Regions from separate parts of the Rattus norvegicus genome. Here region 1 is linked to region 2. A link is a contact called in public Hi-C data. All regions are on one chromosome and are shown on one strand. Each heading gives the region's core, a stretch centred on a gene start, on an enhancer-like site or on the middle of the called end of the contact. The rest is flanking DNA. Distances are from core to core; before and after follow the strand shown. Region 1 has its middle 130 kb from the start of Cdc7. Region 2 holds the start of Tgfbr3 (transforming growth factor beta receptor 3).

Region 1 (4,491 bases), core at 1,786-4,285, 210 kb after region 2:
CTGCCAACACACACACACACACATGCACACACTCAAACACATACTCACATGCACACCCCCCCACACACATGCACATACACACGCACACATATATACTTATGCACTAAAGAGGGTTCAAGAGAAAGCACACTGGCACACTATGCAATTGTTTTCATGTGGCAGAAATATGGCTGCTTTTAGAATGCCAAGAAGAACCCCATGCTGGGCGGCTGAGTCGCATGATCACAACTGCTGTCATAAACGAAGCTTATTTTTTAAAAAATCTCTCATATTTATTTTGTCTTAACTAACCAGCTAAATTATTTACCATCATAGTAAGAGTATAAGGCGAGAATAAGGGACAGGAAAGTTCTTCATAGATCTCCTAATCCCTGGTCTTGATCTCACGGTGGTTCCAAGCTCACCCCTCACCCTCACCCTCCTCTGGGCCTTCCTCAAGCATCACCAGGCTGGCAGGGCAGGCGTCCGTCCGGGAGGAGAGCGCACCCCCTGAGGAGGTCCAATCCCACATCAGCTTGACCTCTCTGACTTCCAGCTCCTGGGAAAAGGAGCAGAGCCCCTCCCTCGGAATGGGAAGTAATACTGAGACACCCCCACATCTCTTGCTCCCAGGCCGGCCTTATCCCTGCTGAGGGGCCAGGGCTTCCTTCCTGCCAGGAAGCCCTGGCTGGGACACAAAGGGGGTTATCAGTTGCCATCAGGGGATTAGAACCACGGGGCGCCGGGGCACCATTCTTGCAGTGTTAGGACCACGGAGCGCCATTCTTGTCATTCTCACAGCGGGGGCCAGGTTCCCAGGCCTTTCCTGTGTGAATCTTTACCTCCATGAAACCGTAGTCCAATCTTTTTGTAAATGGAGGCCCTTCCACTTCCTACCGCTCTTTGATCTCCAGTCACCGACCTTTCACCCTGGCCCTTCGTCTTCTGGGTCCAAATCATCTGAACCGAGAGCTTAGGTAAGAAGTTAACGTTCTTTCCGGAGCTTTAAAAAAAAATTGTGCACAAATTTGACTAACTGACTTGGTGTTCATCATGAGAACGCTTCTATTGGCTGAGAAGATTAAGAAATTATATCTGTATTGAGGCTTGTGTTACTAAGCTAATGGTTGATTTATTTGCTAGCCCTTAATAGAGGTTGGCCCATATTTCTAAAGCAGAGATTTTATTACAAACAAACAAACACCATAACCCCAGTAGACTGCTTAATAGAAACTACAAGGGAAGCACAGTATTTGGTTGCGGTGAGCACAGTAAATATCTGGGTGGCTTTCTGGGACTTTAAGACCAAGATGGCCTGCGCATTGCAAGATCTTGTCTCAAAAATAAACCTGGATCGGGGGCTGGAGAGACAGCTCATTAGTTAAGAGCATCGGCTGCTCTTCTAGAAGACCTGGGTTCAATTCTCAGTGCCCACATGGTGCTTCAAACCATCTCTAACTCCAGTCTAGGGATTGCTGCCCCTTCTCTGGCCTTCTTGGGCAACAGGCACGTAAGTGGAGCACAAACATATGGCGGCGGACTGCCCATACTTTTTAAAGCAGAAAGGGGGGAGTAGATCATAATTTATTACATTGAGATGCTAATTCTTCATAATAAAAGTGAAATTGATTTTAAAATGTATGTATCCTATACCTGGGAGGCTGAAGAAAGGGCAAGGCACATTGGAGGCCAAGCTAACCTAGTGAGGCTTTGACTTCAAAACAAAACAACATGAGCAAACCCTACATTGTAAAGAGCTGCCCTGTCCTGGAAAATCACTGCGTGAGTCACAAAGCTACCTAGGGCTCCTAAAGATCGCTGGCTTTATGAACGACAAAGGTGACCCTTTGGCAGGGTGTGTAGCTAGCTGACAGAGTGTAAATGCTGGGTTTGAATCCAGTCTTTGTGATTACCGGTTGCACCCGAAGCTGTAGACAACCCCAGTGTTACTGTGTAACGTCCCTCCCTCCCTCCCATGCTAACCTCAAACGCATCTCAAACCTCAGCATCCTGCCCAGACCTCAACCAGAGCGCCCAGGAGGATGAAAAGGTGTTTGTTTGTTCTCACAGCTCTTCATGGAATTCAAAGGAGAGGCAAAACCACAAGGATTCATCATCCAGATAAGCAAAGGTGTGGCTTTTTTCAGAAGCGTGCTTCTGGGTGTGTGATTTTATATCTATATAGGTACATGACGGTTTATGATACTTTCCGAATAATTATGGACCTCATCGACCCTTGGTCTGCACTTATTGTTGGGGGAGAAATCGCGGCTCGTGTCCAGACAAATCACCACAGGCCAACATGGTTTCATGTGGAGAGGTTTTAATGAGAGAAGAGTAGACGAGAGGAGAAGGCCGGCCATGAGCACGTGGAAGGAAGGGGAGAAGGGAATGGGAAGCGAAGGGACAAAGGGACAGAGGGGAAGAGGGGAAGAGAACAGAGACGAGAAGAAGAGAGTGAGGAGGGGGCAAGCAGCCCCTTTTATAGTGAGTCAGGCAAACTTGGCTGTTGCCAGGTAACTGTTGGGGTGGAGCACACTGTTGCCAGGTAACAGTGGGGGTGGAGCTTAGACAGAATAACCAATACTTATCCATCTATAGGTGAATTAGATATTCCTAACTTCTACTCAGTGTGTGGAAAAATAAAGATAGTGGGGGGATTGGGGGTGCAGATGGTGGTGATGAGGAAGAAGAGGTAGAGGAAACGAGGAATAAGAGGGGTAGGAAGAGAGGAAGAAGCAGGGAGAAGGGAGGAGGGAAGAGGGAAGAAGCGATTATCATATCCTGCCGGCCCTCTTCTAGCTCTGTGATCTGTGACTTTTGTGCAGGTGTTTCTGTCCTCTCCTCCAGAGAAAAGGGGCAGTTATGGCCCAGGGTGCAGAACCCGGCCCGGCTCTGACTCAGCAAGCAGGCAGCCGGCTCCGGACCTCCCTGCTTCACTCAGTTCCACAGGGACCCATCGGAATAACAATTCGGATGAGCTCTTGTTGCCCTGCAAAGCCAGATGGGGATGTCCCAGTTGCTCTGGGTAAACACCCTAACAGCCGATTTGAAGCGATTGAGTTCATTTTTTCAGCGTCCAGTCAGCCTGAGCTCATGACACATGAGGCTGTGTTCCTCCGAGGTCTGCAGTTTCCATGGTGTCCCAGGGAGCCTGGTCTCCTTGGCTGAGTGTCTAGAAAAGGGTACATGAGAAAACAGAGGGTACTTTCCGAGAAGGGTGGTGACTGTCCCTCGGAGGAGTCTCCTGTTACCCTGACAAGTGTGCAACTCCAGATCCTCCGCTAGAAACAAGCAATAGGGGTGGGGTGGGGCTGTCTTCTAGCTCTGAGAGCTCTGTACCTTGGAGGAGCCTTGAGACTTTCAAGGAGAATTCAAATTATCCTACAAGGCTACTGAGGTTGGCTCAGGCAGTCTTTTCTCCATGTCTTGGATGGCTGCTCAAGGTTTGGGGAATTTTTTTTATTATTATTATTTTGTTTTTTGGTTTGGTTTGGTTTCGGTTTTTGAAGACAAGAGTTGCTCCGTGTAGCCCTGGCTGTCCTGGAACTCGCTCTGTAGACCAGGCTGGCCTCAAACTCAGGGATCTGCTTGCCTCTGCCTCCTTCCCAAGTGCTGGGATTAAAGGCATACAGCACTATGCCTGGCTGGTTTGGGAGATCTTTAAAATTTATTTTAGTTTTAGTTATGTTTCTCTGTGCGGGTATATACACATGAGGGACGTGCCAGCTGAGGCCAGGAGGGGTTGAGTCCACAGAACTGGAGGTACAGCTGTGAACCACCTAGTCAGGAACTGAACTCGTATCCTCTGCAAGAGTTGTCTGAATCTTAGCTTCCACCCCGCGCCCCAAACTTTTAAAAGATTTATTTTGTGCTCCAAGTTTTGCGAGGGTCCTGGCCTAGGAACCCTAGGGTGATTCTCTGTGTTTTGAGGAGACACTGTTACCCAGTGTCTTAAGACTTGCCGGGGAAAGTTCAGTGTGGGACTCCAGTTCAACGTCATCCAGGAAATTCGCCTTCTTTTGCTGGGATCACCAGGAGTAAAAAGCTTGAGTGCTTAACAGTCTTGACTAATTCTAGTCTAGGGCCCCAGGGAGCCTGGGTGTGAGATCTGTGAGAGGGACCCACCCATTATCCCTGAGAACATCATTGTACAGACTGTCCTGCCTCCCAGTATCCTTGGACATGGCCCAACACTAACCGTCCCTGCCTAGGGTGAGAATGCGGGCACCGTCCCTGAAGTCAAGTCGGGTTATGGCCCGAGTGTATGATTCTGGCTCTCAGGAGACATTGGCAGGCAGTGGCCTAAAACTCAAGGGCAGCCTGACCTTACAGCACGTTCTATGGCAGCTAGGGGTACGCTGCAACACTGTCTCAAGAAAAAGTTTCCCAATCCACTTGTTACTTAACGGCAGGCAAAAGTTGTGCAGTTGAGGGAGGAGAGGAGCCCTGCCTTCTCCTACAGGCTCCTGTTGAAATGCCCACTTGCTCTGGACCGTTATAAGTTGTTGG
Region 2 (4,492 bases), core at 56-2,555:
CAGGTCCACTCCCCTGTTACCCTTTCCTTTTTCCTACCTCTCTGGTGGGTGATGGGCTAGAAGGGAGGTTAAGGTGTCTAAGAACCATCATTAAAAAATAGACTTTAAAAATTAAAATTACAGAAGTCTAACTGGGTCCCTCATTTGTGCAAAGGTTCCCTGATTATCCAACAACTGTCAAGACTGGAAACCTGTCTTTGAACCAGTCACTTCTGTCACTTCATCTGCTGTGTCACTGGTAGAGTTTCCGGTGAAGTAGCTGGTGACAGAATTCTGTGGGTCAAGGTGCTTGCTGCCAAGCCTGAAGAACTGCACCTAAGTTGGATTCCTGGGCCCTACGTGGTGGAAAGGGAGAAAGTTGTCTTCTGACCTCACTCTGGTCAAGGCTGTTTTTGAACTTTTGATCCTCCTGCCATACTTGGTTGTATGGGGGGCTGGGGATCAAACTCAGGGCTCTGTGTATGTTGGGCACATAACATTACTACTGAACTATGGCCCCAATGGGCAATTCACCTTTCAACAGAAAGCGAAGTGTAAACAGAGCATCAGAGTTGTGTTGGTGATTGAAGTAGTGGCGTTCAAGCCTTGCAAGGTGCATGTCGCCGGCACATGCGTGCAGGCGGGACCCTGCGTGCTCGCCTGTCCTTCACACTCAGGGCCATGGGGAGACTGCAGGGTTGGAATTCAGGTAGCACAATAGCTAGAGAAGGCACTCTGTGCCAGGCTGTACAGAGAAAGAGCATGATAACCAGAACCGGGAGAAAACCCAAACTGGGGCAGAATGAATGTATGTGCACGGGGCTGCGATGTAGGAGTGGGCTTCTCTGAGATATTTTAAAAAAGAATTTTGATATCGACAACCACGGTCCCTATCTTCTCTTAAGACCCTGGTAGTTTGAAGGATCCAGAGAGAGGCAGCGAGTCCCCTCAGTGATCGCCACATCCCGGGTACCCCACACTTCTCCCAGGCCAGGGATCCCCAGCTGTTACCCCATCCCGGGCCGCTCCCTGACTTCCTTTCTCTCCTTCCAGCCCCAGCCTTCTCTGCCCGAAGGGAAGCGCAGGCTGGAGCAAGCTCTCTCGGCTCATCCATCAGCAGTGGAGGAGGAGGAGAGGAGGGGCAGGAGGAGGAGTTTCTAGGCGGCCGAGCCCCCAAGGCCCGCAGTGCCCTTCCCCCCTCGCGCTGATTGCTGTGGCTGCGCGCCCGACCCCGCCCGCGCGTGTGCGCGGCCGAGCTAGGGCGCCGCACGGGCCCGATGGGGGTGATCCAGGCTTTCGGGGACGCCGAGCGCCACTTTCCTCCTCCCTGGCAGTGAGAGACAGTGGGGAGAGGAGAAAGCGGGCTGCTGTCCTTCCAGGCCACTTTCGCTGCGCGATTCCGCGAGCTCCCGGCAGGAGGTGAAAGTCCCCGGCGGGGTCCGGATGGCGCAGTTGCACTGCGGCTGCTGAGCTCGCGGCCGCCTGCGCGCGCTGGGCGCGGGGACTCGCTTCGGCTAGTAACTCCTCCACCTCGCGGCGGACGACCGGTCCTGGACACGCTGCCTGCGAGGTACGTGCTGCTCGGCGCCCGGTGAGCGGCTGTGCACGCTGCGCGGTGCGAGTCGGTGCCTGCTTCGCGGGGTTGCTCGGGTCACCCGGGACCCAGAGCCCGGGACCTGGCTTTGGCCGGGCCGGGTTGACGCTGAGCGGAACCAGGATCCGCGGCGGTCCCGGGTGGGCAGCTCCAGGAAGGAGTTCCCCACGCCCGCTTTCGCTCTTCCTCTCCGCGGTTTCCTAGTCCCCTGCGGGGCCGCAGGCCACTGCCCTCCCGGCGCGTGACAGCGTGGGTGGGCGCTGGACCCTGATGGATAGCAGAGGCCGCGGCCGCGAGACACGCGCGCCCACGCCAGTCCAGGGTCCCTGACGGCCACTCCCTGGCTCGGGGAGTCAGTCCTGAAAACGCAGCGGAGGACGCGCCCGGGTTAATCCCGCCGCGCTCCCGCTGATGGTAGAGGCTCCCTGCGAGTGTGAACTTGGTTGGGACAAACTTGAAACTCATGGATGTTGCTAGAGGAATCCGCTTGCAGAGTTGGGCTGATTGGGACATTTGTCCCACCTTCCCGTACCCGACAGGAGTGCAGACTGCTGGCGTGACGAGCCCCAGTTACCGAGGCTTTAGGTGTTCGTGCAAACGGTCGCTCCGCTAGCTGTGAACTGGGAGGACTCGGTCCCCCAAGGTGGCTGTGCGGTTGGAGGAGTGCACATATGTTCCGGACTGGGACCGCGCCGCCGAGCGCTGCACAGGTGTTTGCGCCCCGTGCTGCGCCCTGCGGTGACAGGAGAGCCGCGAGGGGAGGGATCCTGCGAGTGACCCACTGAGGTGAAGAACCAGCCGACTTAAAAGTTTCTTCTTCCTTTGAAGAAGTGAGCGGCTTTGGAGAGTACCCACACGCAAACAAAACAAAACAAAAACAAAACAGAAAACCGTAACGGGATCCTTTAATATCCCGGGAATGGCCCTCTTTCAGATTGTAGCGGATAATTCTAGGGAGAGCTTAGCTGGTTCTTTGGAGGTACTCAAACCGGAGTGTATTGATCCCCTCCTGTGTGTCAGTATCTCCAGCAACTCCAGCTAGTACCTGTCAGGACTTAAGGACCACCCCAACTCTATGGTTAAAAGTGATTTTAGTGGGCCCATTTTACAGATCACATGTTAGACGCTAGTCCAGAAATCATATACAGCTTTCTGTTACTTTTAACCCAATGCTGCTTGGGTCATGGCGAAGTCCTTGGCCCTCCGTTCTCGCCCAGCTTCCTGTTCGAGTTGAATATACCCTTTGAAACACAGATAGATTATCTGTGATTAATTTAGGTGATCATACATGTATGTACTTTGCAGGAGCCAGAATCCAGCTTCTCCAAGCCTGGGTCCAAATAATTATAAATAGAACTCTGACTTGTGTTAGTTTGGATCTTTATTCTTTATTACTTTTATTAATCCACCAGACGTTGTTGATCAAGGCCGCTTGGCTTCCTTAGGAAACAGCTTGAGGTTGGCACAGGAGGCAGGGAAATAATTCTTACCCCCTGAAGGGCTATTAAACAGGACTTGATTTCATGCCATTGTCTCAGCGAGAGGATGTTGCTCTGTTTCTTGATGTTCTCTGCTTTTGGCTTTAATTCTGCATTGTTTAGCGTTTGGAGGCTTGGGCACACTTTTTACTCTTGACATTGTTGTCAGCTTTAAACGTCCCCTATTGTGATGGAATCTGGCCACCCCACACCAGCTTTGCTTAACTGTTTGTACATTAAAAAAAAAACAATAAAGTCATCAACTGAGTTTTGAACCCCAGCACTTCAAAGACCTATGCCCTGAGAAATTCATTGTTATTTTTAACATTAGCCAGCAGGGGGCGCACAGCATATTATTGATGTCCGGCGGGCACCTAAACCTGTTTGTACGGTATGTATCATATATTTCAGAAACGGAAAGTATTATAGCTTTATCTATTACAGTAACAAGTTGCTTTCTGAGTTTTCCGTTTAGTTTCAACTGTTTAAAAGTGGGATGATCTTGAGTTCAGGGCCTGAACGTGAAATGTGGGTCTAGAACCTGTGGTGATTTGGTAAATATTTAAATATGATTCATAGGGTCCCCCAGCCCCCTTTTTTTTTCTTCTTCTTCTAGTTTGCTTTCCTTGAGAGATATGTTTGTAAGATTTTGTGTCGTTTGAATAGCATTTTAGGTTATTTAGGGGAACTGAGTGGCAATCCAAAGAGATTCGTTTCGAACCCTTTTGTAATGACCCCTAGTGTCTCCTTTATAAAACTGAACGCATGGACTCTTTCTCGGGGAAGTTGATGGATTCAGTGCTATCATTATTATCTTTCATTAACGTCTTCCAAGTGTAAGGTAGTGAGAGCTCACTCTCCTGTGTCCCTTTTGTAGAGCTGTGCATTCTACAGATATGTATGTTTTAATTAAGTTTGAGCTCCCTCATCGAAAATGCTTGGAGGTGCGGGGTAGTGGTGGCCCCTGCCTTTAATCCCAGCACTCAGGGAGCAGAGGCAGGAGGATCTCTGTGAGTTCGAGGCCAGCTTGGTCTACAGAGCGAGTTCCAGGATAGCCAGGGCTACACACACAGTGGAACCCTGCTTTGAGAAAATAAAATGCGTGTGGGTAAAAGGGCTCTGCAGTTCTTCAGACTGCAATGTCTGTATATACATAGTGATCTCTTGGGAGAGGGAATCAGATCTAAACATAATTTGCGTGTAATCTATATCTGATAGCATAAAGGTAGTTTCATGCAATGTTTTTAGTGTATCTACATTTTGAGTTCAGGTAGTTATTTGACATCTGGGTGGAATTTTCTACTTTTTCATATTTGCCCTGAGAAAGTTATGGATTTGGGGACATTTTGGATGTTAGATTTTTTTGGGTCAGGGGTGCTCAACCTGTACGTTAATAGTCCAAAGCCCTATTCTGTATAAGCACAGGTATCTGGTGTGCTTA

What was found. A called contact is a pair of places that touch in the nucleus more often than the background predicts.
Region 1: a contact with region 2 is called in a Hi-C map of Schwann cells, with 2.8 times the contacts expected there. The contact joins the enhancer-like site here to the promoter of Tgfbr3 in region 2. A contact is called at or near these places in 2 of 12 Hi-C or Micro-C datasets (Schwann cells and kidney).

Annotation. Positions count from the first base shown.
Region 1 is chr14:2,837,111-2,841,601 of GRCr8, forward strand. No RefSeq gene overlaps it. Among named protein-coding and RNA genes, the nearest start is that of Cdc7, 130 kb to the right of the region's middle. Within about 2 kb of position 3,036, at least 11 of the 93 cell types and tissues checked have an H3K27ac peak or open chromatin away from gene starts, as enhancers often do. A contact at or near this core is called in Schwann cells, where this site is marked.
Region 2 is chr14:2,632,989-2,637,480 of GRCr8, forward strand. It overlaps Tgfbr3 (transforming growth factor beta receptor 3), which reads left to right and starts at 1,306. Exons shown (of 17, transcript NM_017256.1): 1 at 1,306-1,549.